2 separate regions of the Arabidopsis thaliana genome follow, and region 1 is linked to region 2. Evidence: chromatin contacts called from public ChIA-PET data. All regions are on one chromosome and are shown on one strand. The core of a region is the stretch at or near the end of the contact, and the rest is flanking DNA. Distances in the headings are between cores, read along the strand shown. Region 1 holds the start of PME1 (pectin methylesterase inhibitor 1). Region 2 holds the start of RPT1A (regulatory particle triple-A 1A).

Evidence for each region. ChIA-PET counts read pairs in DNA pulled down with a chosen protein or histone mark.
Region 1: an H3K4me3 ChIA-PET map of shoot shows a contact between it and region 2, with 10 read pairs. The contact joins the promoter of PME1 here to the promoter of RPT1A in region 2. A contact is called at or near these places in 1 of 26 Hi-C or Micro-C datasets (rosette leaf) and 1 of 2 datasets of contacts at active chromatin or transcription factors (shoot).

Annotation. Positions count from the first base shown.
Region 1 is chr1:20,098,933-20,104,534 of TAIR10.1, reverse strand. PME1 (pectin methylesterase inhibitor 1) reads right to left here and starts at 3,236. Exons shown (of 2, transcript NM_104261.3): 1 at 1,919-3,236; 2 at 845-1,753. The coding sequence starts at 3,002. The coding sequence ends at 1,077. It overlaps PME2 (pectin methylesterase 2), which reads right to left. Exons shown (of 3, transcript NM_104260.5): 1 at 5,368-5,602; 2 at 4,699-5,164; 3 at 3,557-4,481. The coding sequence ends at 3,790. It overlaps PAE1 (20S proteasome alpha subunit E1), which reads left to right. Exons shown (of 10, transcript NM_104262.3): 8 at 1-79; 9 at 176-241; 10 at 312-779. The coding sequence ends at 404.
Region 2 is chr1:20,066,037-20,071,333 of TAIR10.1, reverse strand. It overlaps RPT1A (regulatory particle triple-A 1A), which reads left to right and starts at 2,834. Exons shown (of 10, transcript NM_104252.3): 1 at 2,834-3,096; 2 at 3,441-3,522; 3 at 3,612-3,703; 4 at 3,796-3,873; 5 at 3,966-4,027; 6 at 4,155-4,299; 7 at 4,397-4,615; 8 at 4,712-4,893; 9 at 4,991-5,166; 10 at 5,256-5,297. The coding sequence starts at 3,010. It overlaps AT1G53760 (K+-H+ exchange-like protein), which reads left to right and starts at 163. Exons shown (of 8, transcript NM_104253.3): 1 at 163-610; 2 at 927-991; 3 at 1,096-1,194; 4 at 1,332-1,379; 5 at 1,497-1,566; 6 at 1,668-1,739; 7 at 1,820-1,948; 8 at 2,035-2,369. The coding sequence starts at 416. The coding sequence ends at 2,175. AT1G53770 (O-fucosyltransferase family protein) reads left to right here. Exons shown (of 3, transcript NM_104254.4): 3 at 1-83.

The sequences.
Region 1 (5,602 bases), core at 1,987-4,486, 33 kb before region 2:
ATTCTGGCAGTGCAATGCAAAGGCAATTGGTTCAGGTTCTGAAGGAGCTGATAGCTCTCTTCAAGAGCAATTCAACAAAGTAACTTGAACTTTTTCCCAATTGTTTTTCAATAAATTATTTGATTACATCACTTTATTTGCCATTAAAACCTTTAGTTTCATTAACTTGTTGCAGGATTTGTCTCTACAAGAAGCTGAGACTATCGCTGTATCTATCCTAAAGCAAGTTATGGAAGAAAAGGTACAAATTTTACAATCCAAAACTGTAAACAGAAGTTCTTGCTCAATCTAATTGTATTGGTTGGTGATAGGTGACTCCAAATAACGTGGATATTGCCAAGGTAGCACCAGCTTATCATCTCTACACTCCACAAGAAGTCGAAGCAGTCATCGCTCGTCTTTGATTGAAAAAACTCAATTTGGGTAATTTACCTATCAGCTTGTGTCACAAAACTTGTTACTTTTGTCTGTTAGATTGAGGATCATGTCACATTTTAGTCGGTTGTGTAAGAGAATCTTTTGGCTCCCATGTCATTCAATAACCTTTCGGATTTGTGACTTATAAAATTTCCTTTCCTACCACTTACGTTTTGTTACTTGCTCTTCGACTTGGCTTTGTCCTGACTATATGGATAGATTTATTCTGGCTTGCTCCACAAGTTAATCTTGTTTATTCTGGTTTTGTTTAGTGTGGATAGATTAGTATTGAGTTAGATTTTTGTTTAGGAGCCGGCTCCTAATTAATCGCCATCAGATAATTAGATTTTTATCGGATTTATGATCATCCCGTTTGTTAGTAACATCGTCGACAATGTCCCGATGACAAGGATATGAAGGTGAGTAATGGTTAGTAACAGTATCATCGTTGTGTTATAATTCGAGTTCAAGGTGTGAGCTACAAAAAGCGAGTAGCTTTGATAGTTCTACATCAAGAAGATATCGTATTAGGGGATACACAAAATACAACTATGTTGGAAAAAATTACAGATCATGCATAAGTGTCAAACAAATATAAAGTAGATCACAACCGGATGTTTTCAAAAACAAGCTACGAATCCAATTGTATTGTCACTATATTAAGATAGCTGATTGATCACTCCTGTTGCCGGTATCCAATCAGCTCCGTGTAAAAGCGTAGCCACTGTAAACTTCGCAGCCTCGGCGTCCGACATAACCGGTTTATATCCAGCCCATTTAACTCTCTGCGTTACATCTGAACCCGGGCCCGTATTCTTATACTCTCCGTAGACAATACTTGCTGGTGGATCAACTCCAGAAACCCATGACATCCACCCGGACGGTCGAACCACTGCTCCAATCACCGTCTCCATAATAACCGTCGTGGAAAACTCCTTCCACGGCCGGCCAAGATACGTGGGAGCAATCACATTGCCGTTTGCGGAGATAGTGCATCGTTGAATCGACATCCCCGAGCTTTGGTTCGGATCTTTTTTGCCCTGAGCGGTTATGGTGTTGAATTGGTTAGAAAGAGGCTGGCGAGGCATGATTTTGCAGCCTTGGAAAACGACCGCAGCACTTCCGAAAATGAAGTCGATTGTCCCAGTAACGTCGCAGTCACGGTAGAATTGGCGGTTGGAGTGAGGGTAAAGAGTGTCTTGAAAACCATCGAATGAGCATTGGTAATAGACTGAGAAATCAGAGCCTGATCGGAATGCCACAGCTTGGTGTTTTGCTGCTCCCGCGGTGTTTATGATTCCAATATCCTTCATTATAAATCCTTTGCCTTGTATAGCTGCATCAAAAGAGAAACTTAACAACCATAGCTAAATTGGTAAACTATGTAACAATGTCAAGTCTTTTTTGTTCTTACCTAAACCAAATCAAATTTGACCTCTTCACTAATCTTAACAACTTAATCAAAGATAATAATAAGGAACAAGGGAAGAAGAGGACTCACCAAACGTCGCCGTTTCGTAAGTAGGAGTCCCGTCGACGAAGTTCTTGCTGCCGGAAATAATGGTCTTCCCTTTGCCGTCACCGTAAATCATAACGTTCCATTTACTCTTATCCATCACAACATTCTCAACATAAGTTCCACTCTTCACATAAATCACAAACATCTTCAAACTCTTCTTCGGCACCTTAGCCACCGCTTCATTCACAGTCAACACATCACCGGTTCCATCACCCGCCACCGTCACATCAGGCTTTAAACCTGCCGTTTGCAACAACCTCCGTCGTGCCCATTTCTCAAAATCCACACTTTGCTGATGATGATGACTCATCAGTCTTCTTCTCCTGTGTATCGGAATCCCCAAATCGCTTAACGCAGAAAGAATCTTCGATACTATTGCAAGACTGTTACTTGTGAACTCCGTTGATCTACTCATTGCCGATTTCAGATTCTGAGTAATCGTCGAGTTCGCATACTCTGTTTTGTTCTGTTTCAACTCATCTAACGAATCGAAACACGTCTCGTGATCTGTTACCGTTGCGCTTAGCCAAGTTTTGAGATCTTCGATTTTGGAAGATGACAAAGTTTTCTTCTTTTCTTCGTCATCAATGGCGGAAACAGTGTCGTTGAGTCGATCTAAAGCATCTTCGATCAGATCTCCACAAACCCTTAACGCAGATTTGATTCTTTCGTCTTCAGTCTCTTTCGATAGCTTCTCCGGTAAATCGGAAATCGAATCAAGCTCATCGATGATTACTTTCAATGAGAGCTTGAATAGAGTCTCTGGATCTGTTGTGTTGGAAGATGGAAGCTTTGAGATACTTGAAATGCAAGATTCAGGGAAACGAGTTACACTGCAAATGGCTTTGAGTGAAGTGGATGGTGTTAACTCGGGAGGTGGACTCGGTGTTGACTCGTTTTTGTTCTTGTGAACGACGGTGGCGACTACGGCGGCGATTATTACGGCGATGAGAACTACGACGGAGATGGATAGTAGAAGTAGACGTTTTCTTGTCTTTTTCTTCAATGCTAAATCTTGAGCTTCGTCTACTTTTCCATATCCTTTGAAGGAGTTCACTGAATCCATTAATTCCTACAAAAGCAAAGCTCCTTTTTTTCTGGTTTTTGGGATTATTACTAAGATTGTTTGGGCTTTGTTATGTTCTGTTGTTTATGTTAGAGAAGACATGTTGTTGTTTGCCTTTTTAAGTGGGATTAAGTAAATGTGAATGATGAACGTGACGCGCTTGTTCCACGGTGACTTCTTGTCGTCTAAGTGTGTGTGTAGGATCTTGCATGTGAAGATTCATGATAACGTTGTAATTATTTTGATTAATCAACTTGATTATATTGTAATTTGGTTTAAAGACAAAAAATGGTTTTATGTATTATGTATATGTCAAAGTCGTCTACATCCGTAGTAGGTCCATAGAAAGCGAACATTCTTTACAATTCTATGGGTTCCTCGGTATATTTTTCAAGCATACACATTGGAGAGAACCAAAAAAAAACACATGAAAATGTCTACAAATTAAAAGAAAACAAAGAACATTATCTTAGCAAATATTAAAATGGCCATGTGCGTCTCTAACATGTGGCGTCCCTATCTCTATCTCTTTAGGGCTTTAATGCCGACAAGTGACACAACACCAACATTGTGTTTGATTCCCGGTTTATCTTAATTTATGAATTAGAATCAAGTAATCAACCCAATAAACCCCGTAAAGTCCGGTTATTTAGGCCTTAAAACTATACCAGCCCGAGTTATGCATTGACTTGGTTCAACTTGAGAATCATATATGAACATCGATTTAATGATACATGTAGATAGAGAAATACAATGTTTATTAAAATAATAAGTCAATCTTTTAATTTCAAAGACTTAACGAGAAAGGAAAACCGGTCGACGCTAACCAGCCTCCACCACCAATAAACTGACCAGCCGTAAATGGCTGAGCTTCTGTATCACTTGTAATTACCTTATAGCCCTTCCACTTCACTCTATTTGCAGTTCCTGCCCCTCCTCCTCTATTCAAATACTCTCTATAAGTTAGAGTGTCCAACGCAAAACTCCCGCTCCACTCATGCCATCCTTCGGGTCGGATCACGTCGGATATATCCGATTGCATTATCACCGTCCGTGAATATTCCTTCCAAGGACGACCAAGATACGTCGGGAACGTTCCTTTCACGGCCAAAAGATCCGACGTGCCACCAATACGACAATTCTGGATCACAATCCCCGTGTTTTGATTCGGATCAGACCGTCCTTGGGCGGTAACCATGTTTTTCTGACCGGAATTTGGTCTGCGTGCATTTATATCGCAGTCTTGTAAAACCGCGGCTGCGTTTCCGAAGATGAAATCGACGGTTCCGGTTATGTGACATTTCACAAAGAATTGACGATTTGAGTGGACATAAAGTGTGTCTTGATAAGCAAACATGTCGCATTGGTAAAAAGCGGAAAAATCTGATCCGACTCGGAGAGCCACCGCTTGATGCTTCGACGGACCGGCGGTGTTTTGGAATGTGATGTCACGCGCTAGAAACCTCTCGCCGACGGCAGCTACAGTCAATAGAAAACAGTACTATCATTTAACCGTGGAAATGAGTTACGATCGTGTCTACGTTATCATCTACCAACAAAACGTTACACATGCGTCATTATTACATTCTTTTTACATACAAACAAATGTGTATGTCAGTATGTGTTGTTAGCTATTACGTGATACTACTGTTTACTTAATTCCTTAAAAATAAAATCAAAGAAGAACAGTATTTACCAACAGTAGCGGAGTGGAAAGTGGTGCTTCCATCGACGACATTTCTACTTCCAGTGATAATAGTTTTGCCACGGCCATCTCCCAAGAACATTATATTCGTCTTCTTCTTCGTCACTTCCACATTCTCTCTATAAACTCCTGCCTTTATATGTATCACAAACCTCTTGTTACTCTTCTCTGGCGCCGCAGCCACAGCCGCGGCTACCGTTGTAAAGTCACCGCTTCCGTCATCCGCCACCGTAGCGTCTGCTTTAATTGTTGACCCTTGAAGAAGCCTTCTGTCTCCAACGGATAACCACTTTGGCCATCCATCACTGTCTAAGTCGCCGGTAACCTCCTTGAGCTTGCGGTTGTTGTTGTTGGTGAAGGTTGAAGACTTATCTCTTAGCTCAAAGTTGGCTATGTCGGTTTCTGTCATGTTCTTGATCATTGCTAATGCGTTGCTACACATGTGCTCCACGTGTACCTGTTTTGATACCGTTCAATATTATAAAGCTGTTACATATTAAAAGATTTCCTAGTAAAACAAATGTTTTGGGTACGTATTTGAAGAGTTAAGTGCTCTAATTATGGACCAACTATAATCACTACATTATTTTACCGAGTAAGTCGTATGTCGAAGATAATACTATAATCTAAACTTTTAAAAGAGTAAAACTATTTACGTACCTGACCCTTCAATAACGCCTTACGAACTTTCCTATCGGCGTCGTCGTAAGAGAAACCGTCAAGGCAAGTCCCTTGATTAGTAATGGCTGAGCTGATTAGTGTTTTGAGATCATCGGCATGTTTCCTCAGAGATTTTTGCTTAGGATACTGATGAAGATCCTCCACCGCCACGTGGAGCTCATCTAACGTCTCGTCGATTGTCTCCAAACAGTCGTGAAGCGCCGTGACCTCACGC
Region 2 (5,297 bases), core at 1,585-4,084:
TCTAATATAATCTGAGATTAGTGATGTGTCAGTTTATCATTGCTTCAGTTATAGCAAATAGTACTAACCATTTGTTATTACTGCCTTCTAATCTGTCATTAACCATTTGACATGATTGCAAATAGTACACCATTTGTCATTACTGCCTTTTAAAGAGACAACCTTTGTTATACCAAAATTTTAAGTCGATTTCAAAGACCCTTATATATAAAAACTTGTCCATATATGCCAAGAGACGCGCCGCCGCTTCTTTTCGTCTTTCCTCGTGAAATATTTTAGGCTTTGTCGGTCTCGTTACCTTAAAGTTTCGATTTTTCCTTTGAATATACGAAACCCACGTCGTTTAAAGCAATACCCAGATGACAAATTGACATTTCATAACTAAAGATCGGAGCTTTTTCGTAGTTAAGTGATCATGAGAGCGAGATTGGTGGTTTTTCCGATCAAAGGGAAGAAATGGTGTTTCAGCAGATCTGTTGACCCTTTCGCTGCTCAATCACCGTCTGGTGTTACTCCGACCACTGTACGAGGTTTATGGAAGAAGATATCATCTGAATCGAAACCCATCAATGCCAACGCAGAGCTTCTCGTCGATTTCATCTCTGACAAGGTAAAATTACATTGAAATTTTGTTCTCTCTATAGAATTCATACCCGTGTCTCTATGTGGCGTCTGAAACTTTTTTCTCTTTATAGAATTCATACCCGTGTGTTTATGTGGCGTCTAGTGAGATTTATTGGGTGTATAACATTTCGACCAATGAATAAGCTTTTGGTTCTGTTTCTGATTAAAGGTTTTTGACAACGAACCTCATTTAGGACCACTAGAAATGAGATAAAAGAATGGCTTTTTTTAATCAGTCTTCCTCCTTGATTTCTCCAATACTAAGTTTGAAGAAATGTTGTTGTTGTTGTTGTAATGGTTAGATGAATAAAGCTTGGGTGGGTCTTGAGAAAGCGCCTGATGGATCAATAAAGAACAAGATTCATGGGTTTGTAAAATCTCTACCTTTTTGTATTTTGAGACATTTCTTGAGGCTTTGGTCTTTGTTTGTTGATAGGCTTATTAATGTCAAGTTGTGGTTGGAATGTATAGGTTTGGATTGAAGCTTCTGGCTCGTGTTAAGCCTTCTGAGATTTTCTTGAAGTCTATATCTAAGGAGGTCACTTCTGTACAAGTCACTTATCCTCCGAGGTTCTATTTACTCTCCTTTTCTTGAAATTCTGTAAACTTGAGGATAAGTATCTCTCTTATGAATGTCTTCATGAGTATATATTCTGGTGAATTTGGATTGGTTATCGTTTTAGCTAATCCATGTCAAATGTTTTCAGTTTAGATCCTAGACTCGTACGCAGGAGACTACGGCACATTGCCATGAGGTAAATCACTTTGCTACCCGTTGTCTCAAATGATGAAACTTTATATCCGATTTCACGTGTAATAGATTCAGAATCCCTGTTCCTTCTAACACTTATGTTTTCTAATTGGATTTGCAGTGGAACAATCCTGCACAAGAAGTACCTAGTTGGTTCAGTTACTTTGCTTCCATTGACCAGTGCATTTATGGTATGTATAGTATGAAGCTAGCCCTCAAGAACCTTAGCAACTAACTCGTTTATTTTCATCGAATCTCATAACCACCAAACCCTTTTGTTCTTTCCAATTAGGTATTGCCATTACCAAACATACCATTCTTCTGGGTCTTATTCCGCACATATTCTCACTGGCGGGCTCTTCAGGTCTGTCATAACTTCTCGATACATACTTCCATTATCTAGAGGTTTATATAAACCCGAAATCATCTTTATTGACACTTCAGGGAAGTGAGAAGCTGCTTAAGCTCATCTCAAACGAGGCAAATCCTGATAAACCAGACTCAACTGATGATGCAGATGAAAGCAAGAACAGCAACACCAAGCCGGAACAAAAATCTCAATCTCCCACTTGTGTAAGCTGATCTATTTGTCATCAAAGATACTCAAATCAAAAGTTTTTTTTTTTGGTTCTTAATTGTCTTTGTTTACTCATAAACAGATTTTGCTTCCATCGGAAGAGTTATATCAGCTAATTCGTGAAGCTAGCGAGGAAGGACTCGACGAGGCGACCATAATAGAGATTTGCAAATCCTTTGATCTCAATAAGAACGATGTTCTTAAATATCGCAATCTAGTCTAACTCTTTTGGCATTTTAGGCTTCTTTTTTAGAACATAATTTTAGCTGTTTGAAGCTATAACTTACGCTCCAATTCTTTTTTTTTTTTGTCTTTTGATTCCTTGTTGCTTTAAAAACTTCTTTGTTACTTGGAAACAGTTGAGAATTTTGAACGAGTACAAGGTTACTCTAAACATAAAAATAAGTTTTCTCAGAACTATTGGAAAAAACAAGAGTCACAGAAAAAGGAAAAAAAGAAATGATACAAAAACAAAAAAAAACTCGAATATGGGCCGAAATTAACAGCTCAATTTACACGTGTGAGGGTTGTAGGCAATCCGGTTTATGGATTAGTTTCGGTTTAGTTAAATTTTTTTATCTAATAATTGAAACTATATAAAACCATTTGTAATTCAGTTAAGTTTGATGCAAATTCCGTTTTGGTAGGGGTATATGTTTCAATTTCGTTTTAGTTATCCGAATTTAGAAGAAGAAGAAGAAAGAAAAAAAATGGTTAACAAACAAATTCGGTTCAGTTTTGGTTGATTTGGTTGCGGTTTTTTTCGCTCAACCTAGTTTGACTGGCACGTGGGATTATTTTGATCTGACCTCTCCAACAAGACAGAAAATATGGGCCTCGCTTAAAAAGCCCATTTTACACGTGGGAGCGGCACGTGTGGTTCTTAGCTTATATCACGTCACCACGAGACTAAACGCAAATTAGAACTTCTTTACCCTTTCGAGAAAAAAGAAAAGAAAAAAGAACTTGTTTTCCTCTTCAGCAAGACACATAAATCGTAATCCATTTTCTCTCAACTTTAGGAATCTCAAATCTCCGATTTGGAAATCCGGCGACAATGGTGAGAGATATTGAAGATGAGATTAGAGACGAGAAGAATCCTCGTCCTCTTGATGAAGATGATATCGCTCTCCTCAAGACTTATGTAAGCCTTCCCCTTTTAGAACCCTAAGTTTTATTGGGGTTTTCGATTTTTACTCTTCTGATTCATCGGAGAATTCGGATCTACACTAGATTTTAGTTACTCGAATGTGAGGGTTTCGTCTCTTTGCAAACCAATTTGATGTTTCCTCCTGAGCTAGATATGTTCTTGATGAGCTTGATTTTTCTACTTGGTTCAGTTTTTTTTGCTAATTACTACTTATATGAGTGAATCTGCCTCACTGTTTGAATTTATTCCAAGTGGAAATATTCATAGTCATGCTTTGTTGTATCTGTTATCTCTCCATATGTTGTGTTGCTGACCTTGTTAAATCTCATTCTCTGCAGGGGTTAGGGCCTTACTCTGCACCTATCAAGAAAGTGGAGAAAGAAATTAAGGATCTCGCCAAGAAGATCAACGATCTATGTGGTATGTGCACACTCTTTGTTGCTCAATTGTTTGGGTTTACTTCGATTAGCTAGTGACTAAAAGGGTTATTGGTTGCTTTTATGGTTCAGGTATCAAGGAGTCTGATACTGGTTTAGCTCCTCCCAGTCAATGGGATCTTGTATCTGATAAGCAAATGATGCAAGAAGAGCAACCTCTGCAGGTAAGCATATTCTTTCTTTGATAATTCTCTGAATCGTCTTTTATTTCATGGTAACTATAAGAGATTAAAGGGTTGACGTTTTCTCTATCCAGGTTGCGAGATGCACAAAGATTATAAGTCCAAACACTGAAGACGCCAAATACGTCATAAATGTCAAACAAATTGCTAAGGTACATTAAATCCCTTAGCTGCATAACCAATTATGTGTTTTCGAACCATTTGATGTTTGGTTATACTGATTAGTTGTGGTTCTTAATTCCAGTTTGTTGTTGGACTTGGCGATAAAGTTTCTCCCACTGATATTGAGGAAGGCATGCGTGTTGGGTATGTCCTGTTCCTCACTGTATCTTTCTATGTTTTGTTTGCTTCAGTTCAATTCCTTTTGTCGTTGTAAATTTTTCATATGGATACAAATTTATGAGAACTTTCTGTCTCTGATTTATACTTGCAGAGTTGATCGGAATAAATATCAGATTCAGATTCCTCTACCTCCCAAAATCGATCCTAGCGTGACCATGATGACTGTCGAAGAGAAACCTGATGTAACTTACAATGATGTTGGTGGATGCAAGGAGCAGATTGAGAAGATGCGAGAGGTATGTTGAAATTTTGTTGATATCCCCTCTCCTTATCTTACAATGTCTTACTTAAGTTAGTGTGATGTAAGATGTTTTGTTGTCTTTGCTGATGCAGGTTGTTGAACTGCCAATGCTTCATCCAGAGAAATTTGTGAAGCTTGGAATAGATCCTCCCAAGGGTGTTCTCTGCTACGGACCTCCTGGTACTGGTAAAACTCTTCTGGCTAGAGCTGTGGCCAACAGAACCGATGCTTGCTTTATCAGGGTTATTGGAAGTGAGCTTGTTCAGAAGTATGTTGGTGAAGGAGCTAGGATGGTTCGTGAACTGTTTCAGGTAATTGATTGTGAACACTCCTTTTTGCTACTTGAGTTTGTCAAGCCAATGCTGCTATATTTTGTTCTGAATTGTATAATAATACTCTCTTTTCAGATGGCACGGTCCAAGAAAGCCTGCATTGTGTTCTTTGACGAAGTTGATGCCATTGGTGGTGCAAGATTTGATGATGGTGTTGGTGGTGATAACGAAGTCCAACGTACTATGCTTGAGATTGTGAATCAGCTTGATGGGTTTGACGCACGTGGTAACATCAAGGTTCTTATGGCAACAAACAGGTCAGTTACGATTCCCTCTTACCATCTTCAAGTAAACTACAAAACCCAATAATACTGCTTGACTCATTGGTGTTTCTGTATTAACTCTTCAATCCAGGCCTGACACACTAGACCCAGCTCTTTTACGTCCTGGACGTCTTGACCGTAAGGTTGAGTTTGGTCTACCTGACCTGGAGAGCAGAACACAGATCTTCAAGATTCACACAAGAACCATGAACTGCGAAAGAGACATCCGTTTCGAACTCCTTGCTCGCCTCTGCCCAAACTCAACGGGTATTGATGATCCCTTGACCATGAAACAGCTTTTCTGTCTTTTGGAATTTGTTCTGACTTTGGGTTTTGTAAATCTTGTCTTTTTGCAGGAGCTGATATTCGAAGTGTATGCACTGAAGCAGGAATGTACG